Linked DNA regions of Mus musculus: region 2 is linked to region 1. Evidence: chromatin contacts called from public HiChIP or PLAC-seq data. All regions are on one chromosome and are shown on one strand. The core of a region is the stretch at or near the end of the contact, and the rest is flanking DNA. Distances in the headings are between cores, read along the strand shown.

Region 1 (3,135 bases), core at 361-2,860:
TTAAAGTTGTAAAATGAAGCACCCCCGAGATGTTTTCAGCTGGTCAGTGCATAAAACCCAGCTGCACCCCTTCAGTGGACGCCTCCTCAGCAAGAGGTCACACAATGTGGAATCCCTACATCTGGCATTCGGGAAATGCCATGGACAGGGAAGGAAAGCAGACCAGTGTTTGCCAGCAGTGGGCATAAGGTAGGCCTGATCCTAAGTTGACAAGCAATTCTTGGGTAATTACAATTTCTTATCTTCCATGAGCCGCTGATCTAACAACTTCAGCTAAACCTCAGGCTATACTGCAGCTGTTCACTGCAAGGCTGAGCTTTATTGTTGGTATCAGGACCTCCGAAACCCGTGACATCACATAGGCAGGACCCGCAGACCTGTTGTCAAGGCAACAGCCACTATATTCCCAGAATCCACTTGGCTCACCTCCCACCTTTACCTGTGTTCCACCATCACCCATATATAAAGAAAGGCCCTCTGGTCTCCCTTTCTCTCTTCGCCACCACCTTGCGCGACCTCCCCCCCTCCCCAATAAACCTCTTACACATGGAACTGCTTTGGCCGGGTGTGCTATGTTGGATGCAAGCCACTATTCGAACACATCATTTATTGTACGAAATTATACAAAGGGCCTCAACTGTGGGAAATTAGATTGTAAGCAAAACTTAAGATAATAAAAGCCTTTGACATAGAGCTAAATGAAAAGCTATTAAAACTGTGGTAAACTTGGATTACATTATTCTAAAAGGCTTTACTAAATTATTCTATACTTTAAGACTATATCATTAGGACCACGAGGAATAAGTCCCAATCTATAACATTTTCTTTTTTTTTCTTTTAAGTTTGAGGTCATTTAATTTTTAACTTTAATTTCTTTTTTTTTTTTTTTTTTTTTACATTTTAAATGTTATCCCCTTTCCCAGTCATCCTCCCTGCCAAACCCCCTATCCCATGCCCACTCCCATTAAAGTCTCTCAACTTTAACTTCTTAATGTCCTAAAATAGTTTAGGTCATCTGAGAATTCAAGCAACTAACAAGCATGTTTTCTTTTTGATAAATATTTGTCTCACGCTGAAGACCTCTGGAATCAGTAGATCTTTACTAAATTGCCAATGCAGGGTTAACACTGTATCCGAGGGCGCTATCAGTGTTAAGATCTATATGTAAATCTTGAAAATGGCTCAATTGTTTACAGTCTCAATCCATCTGCTCCAACAAAGGTGACTCTTAAGAATTACACATCAGCATAGCTTGCTAAATGCTCCACGTATTGTTTACATGGCCAAAATCTTGGGAGTGAGCCCCAGGAGTCTGCTAAATTCTTCAATGAATTCTTATGCCCACAAACACTTGAGAACTCTTGATATCCATCATAATTAAAAGATTCCTAAGTGGGGGTTTCTGAGCCCTGGTGAAGGTTACAAGGACCAATTCTGAGAACAGAAGAAATCTGAATGCTGCTGAAAGCAAGTGTGATCTTTTCAAAGTGAAATTCATTCGGAACACCACGTTTTGTTAGGTAATATGTCTGCCTGAGTGAAAGGGTCTTTCCATAGGTCAGGCATGTTGGTGGCAGTAGCCATGACAACAGTCTTTAGTCTTCATTTTCTGTCTCCCAAGAGGGTGTGGGTGTGCCTTTTCTTTCAAGTACATAACCCAGGCACAGACCATGAGTAAAGGAGAGGAGTCCCCAAGCTACCAGAGGTTTGCTGTTTTACACAAACCACATGCTCAGTACAACACTGAGTTTTAAACACAAAGAACCCTGATCCTAAATAGGAGAATAGTTTATGTAGCACTTTAATAGACACCCATTTCAAGTTGCATAAAACCCACAAAGTATTTTTCAATCTTTAAAACCAGCTATAAATCTCTCGTTGGGCCGGGCGGTCGTGGTGCACGCCTATAGTCCCAGCACTTAGGAGGCAGAGGCAGGCAGATTTCTGAGTTCGAGGCCAGCCGGGTCTACAAAACAAGTTCCAGGACAGCCAGGGCTATACAGAGAAACCCTGTATTGTAAAACCAACCAAACAAACAAACAAACAAACAAACAAAAAAACCTCTCGTCACTCCACCTGCTTTCCTCACACCTCACACCACTTTATAGTAAGAAATAACTTTACATTTACCTAAATACTTTTTTCCTTGAAAAAAAAAAAAAAGAATTGCTACATTTATAGTATTTTATTAAGGAAATGTCATGGGTGTTAATCCTAGTTTTCCTTCCTTTTCATATTTCTGTGTGTGTGTGTGTGTGTGTGTGTGTGTGTGTATGTGTGTGTGTGTGCGAGAGAGAGAGAGAGAGAGAGAAAGAGAGAGAGAGAGAGAGAGAGAGAGAGAGGGAAATGCCAGAAAACAAGCACTTAAGCTATTTTGGCTATGTGTATATTACAACTAATCAGTTGAAAGTGGCTAAATTCAACACAAATTGTTCTAATAAACCCTATTTACTGACAAAGGAATCCGTAATACACATCTTTAAAATAGAATAGTTGGTTTATAATGAAAACAGAAAAGGAAAAATAAGTGCTGACTTCCTAAGATCTGAACCAGGGCTGGGCAGTGGTGGCACACGCCTTTAATCCCAGCACTCGGGAGGCAGAGACAGGTGGATTTCTGGGTTCGAGGCCAGCCTGGTCTACAAAGTGAGCTCCAGCACAGCCAGGGCTATACAGAGAAACCCTGTCTCGGGGGAAAAAAAACCAAAAACCAAAAGCTGAACCAGGGACAGACTTCATTACATCATCTTTAAGAGTCGCCAACTTCTTTTGAGGCACACTGTTCCCAGTGGGTCCCAAGCTGCTTCCCCTTGAGCATGAAAACCTCTGGGACTGAGGACACCTGAATTACAGTGTGCTCATGCCTACAGATCCACTTAAACAGAAGCCTCATGCCTACAGAGTCACTTAAACAGAAACCTCATGCTACAGATTCACTTAAACAGAAACCTCATGCCTACAGATTCACTTAAACAGAAGCCTCATGCCTACAGATTCACTTAAACAGAAACCTCATGCCTACAGATCCACTTAAACAGAAGCCTCATGCCTACAGATTCACTTAAACAGAAGCCTCATGCTACAGATTCACTTAAACAGAAGCCTCATGCTACAGATTCACTTAAACAGAAGCCT
Region 2 (3,135 bases), core at 372-2,871, 73 kb after region 1:
GAAAGATAATTTAATGAGAGGCAAGGATACGTTAAGTCCATCCTCAATCTTGTATATAAGTACAATTTTTGTTTGTTTTTGTTTTTTAAGATAGGGTTTCTCTTTGTAGCAGCCCTGACTCTCCTAGAATTAGCTCTGTAGTCCAGGCTGACCAGGCTGGCCTCAAACTTCTAGAGATCGGCTTGCCTCTGCCTCCCCAGTGCTGGGATTAAAGGTATGTGCTACCACCTAACTTTAGCAGTGTGTAAATAATTTACATTTTACCTAAACAACCATTTCAGAATAGAACATTAGTTTTCTAGCATTTACTCCATTAAAACTCTCTGGAAACAAGGGAAGGAAAGAAACAATATTTTCTGCAAAGGCATGTGAATTTCTGAGTTCGAGGCCAGTCTGGTCTACAGAGTGAGTTCCAGGACAGCCAGGGCCACACAGAGAAACCCTGTCTCGAAAAAAAACCAAAACAAACAAACAAACAAAAAAACGAAAACAACAACAACAAAAAATTTATTTCATTTTATGTGTATGAGTGTCTTGTCTGCATGTATGACTGTGCACCACATGAGTGCTTGGTTTCAGATCCACTGGCACTGATATTACAGGCAGTTGTGTTGTCGTCGTGAGTGCTGGGGTTGAACCCTGCTTCCCTGGGATTGAGAGAACATTTTGTGCTCTCAGCCTCAGAGCCATCTCTTCAGCACCCAGACTTTTAATTTATGAGGAATACATTTTAATTTTTTTTTTATGGAAAAAGTTATCCTTGAAAAGATTGCTATCCATTAGATATTGTAGTGTATGCTCGTAATCCTCGTATTTGCCAAGTGGCAACCAACCTGGACTACCAAGCAACACTGTACCTGAGAGGGAAAGAAAAGCCATCACTCTTAAAACCAGGCGCTTGTTTGGTAGTAATCTATGTCAGAGCCTTGGTAAATCGAGAAAATATAATGAGCTCATAAGTATCAGTAATAGAGATTTAAGAACTATAGTAGAGTTGCTACATAGTTTTCAGAAGGGAAAAACTTACTCTAGAATGAATACGTAGACTCCAGGATTTTAGTTGCTCACGGTTGGTTTCTAGGCTCACTGCTATTCATTAGCATTCTACGCGTCTCATTGGTTTCATTAAACCATCAATTCATCTAAATAATACAAATCTCTGGGGTGCTCATACTTATACCTCCAAATTGATGATAGTATTTTTAATTCCTGGTCCATGGGGTGAATTCAGGGCCTTATACACACTAAGCAAGCACTCTGTTACTGTGCTGCGACTCCAGCCCTTGCTCTGTTTCTGGTACAGTTTGGGAAACAGACATTTATGGCGCACGCCTCTAATCCCAGCACTCGGGAGGCAGAGGCAGGCGGATTTCTGAGTTCGAGGCCAGCCTGGTCTACAAAGTGAGTTCCAGGTCAGCTAGAGCTATATAGAGAAACCCTGTCTTGGAAAAAAAAGAAAAAAAAGAAAAAAGGAAAGGAAAGGAAAGGAAAGGAAAGGAAAGGAAAGGAAAGGAAAGGAAAAAAAAAAAAAACTGAACCGGATTGTTCCAGAGCTAGTGCCGGTGCCGTGCGGTGCCGTGCCGGCATGTTCTCACCAAGCTACTCTCCCCAGCTAGCCCCCACTATGCCCGATCACTGCACTCCCAGCCCTTGTTCGCTTGTCCCTGGAGCCGCTAGTTCTTCCTCAGCCAGAAACCCGTGTAGTCAGCGATCCCACATTCCAGTAACTAAATGGAACCGCCAACCTCGTGGTTGCATATCACAATACCCAATAACCAGGTAAAATCAAGATCCTTAAAGCTTAACTAACCAATCCAATCAGATTTATGTATCAATAATATCACAATTTGCAAGAAGCCAGTACAATAATTTCAGAACCAATTGATAATGATAAAGCTTTACCCCAACTATTCTATACTCACAACTACTTGTGGCTGGTAAACGCCATGTGGGTTCACATCTACCGCCATCTTAGATGCTTCCTGTCTCTGCAACTCTTAGCTCCGCCTCCCTTTTCCCTGTCCAATCACAGGCCTCCTCTGCACTAATATAATTGGACAGGGAAAATCCTGATACATGTGTCCAAAGACTTCCTAAGATATATATACATTTGAAGACTACCTTCCTTTTGAAAAAGTCATAGCTCAGAAACGTCAGGAAAGAAAAGCAAAAGAGCTGTGAAGTGTAAACACAGTTTACTTGTTTTGTCATCATGGGATCATGTGTGTGTGTGTGTGTGTGTGTGTGTGTGTGTGTGTGTGTGTGTGTGCGCGCGCGCGCGCTTACATGTAAGTTCCAGGATAAGCACAGTCATTTGGAAAGCAACTGGGAAGTGAGAAGCTCTGTTCCCTACCTTTGGCACCTCTGTTCTCTGCACCTCATTACCTACCTCATCCTCACAACCTAAAGTTGTAACTCATTAGTTGTTAAATGTACACGTCCTTGTAGGCTGGTGAAATAATCAGTACAGCGATTGTTCTACAAGTATGAAAACCTGAGTTCGATTGCTAGCGCCTTTATAAACCCAAGGCGTTGGCGTCCAGCATTGTAAAAGTGAAGACAGATCTCTGGACCTTGATGGCCAACGTAAGGCACTATGAGAAACTCTGGCTCAGTCAGTGAGCATGGGAGATCTTTTTTAATCCTGGTGTCTTTCTCAATTTCTTTTTAAACTATTTTTAAGTTTTCATTATAGAAATGTTTCATATCCATGGTTTAGTCCACAGGTTTGGAGTTTTTATTGGGGTGGGGGCTGTCCCTGGTTGGTTTTAGACAATGGAAATGTTTCTCAGATTTTTGGGGGGCGTGGGGGGGGGTGTTATTAGTATGTTGAAAGGCTGTTGGGTTTGGATTTTGGTGGTTGTTTGTTTGTTTTCTTTTTTAATGCGTTAATTTTGTATTCTGCTACTTTGCTGAAAATGTTTTATCAGCGCTAAGAGTTTACTTGTAGAGTCTTTAGGGTCTCATATATAGAAAGAGTCATGTCATCTGCAGATACACGTTGGCTTCTTCCTTTCCTATTTATATCCTTTTTATTTGCTTCTCGTATCTTGTTTTTCATTTTAGTGGAAATGCTTTGTCTTTCCCCATGTAATATAATATGGGTTGTAGGTGCTTCATATAAATATTCTTATG

Evidence for each region. HiChIP or PLAC-seq counts read pairs in DNA pulled down with a chosen protein or histone mark.
Region 2: a contact with region 1 is called in an H3K27ac HiChIP or PLAC-seq map of embryonic stem cells, with 22 read pairs. The contact joins two enhancer-like sites. A contact is called at or near these places in 2 of 484 Hi-C or Micro-C datasets (double positive thymocytes and muscle stem cells), 3 of 115 datasets of contacts at active chromatin or transcription factors (embryonic fibroblasts and embryonic stem cells) and 3 of 9 other capture datasets (adipose tissue, liver and pancreatic islet).

What each region holds. Positions count from the first base shown.
Region 1 is chr19:21,600,326-21,603,460 of GRCm38.p6, forward strand. The region is part of intron 2 of 1110059E24Rik (RIKEN cDNA 1110059E24 gene); the gene reads right to left. Among named protein-coding and RNA genes, the nearest start is that of Gm38486, 5.7 kb to the left of the region's middle. Within about 2 kb of position 1,611, at least 14 of the 459 cell types and tissues checked have an H3K27ac peak or open chromatin away from gene starts, as enhancers often do. A contact at or near this core is called in embryonic stem cells, where this site is marked.
Region 2 is chr19:21,672,915-21,676,049 of GRCm38.p6, forward strand. The region is part of intron 1 of Abhd17b (abhydrolase domain containing 17B); the gene reads left to right. Among named protein-coding and RNA genes, the nearest start is that of Abhd17b, 21 kb to the left of the region's middle. Within about 2 kb of position 1,622, at least 15 of the 459 cell types and tissues checked have an H3K27ac peak or open chromatin away from gene starts, as enhancers often do. A contact at or near this core is called in embryonic stem cells, where this site is marked.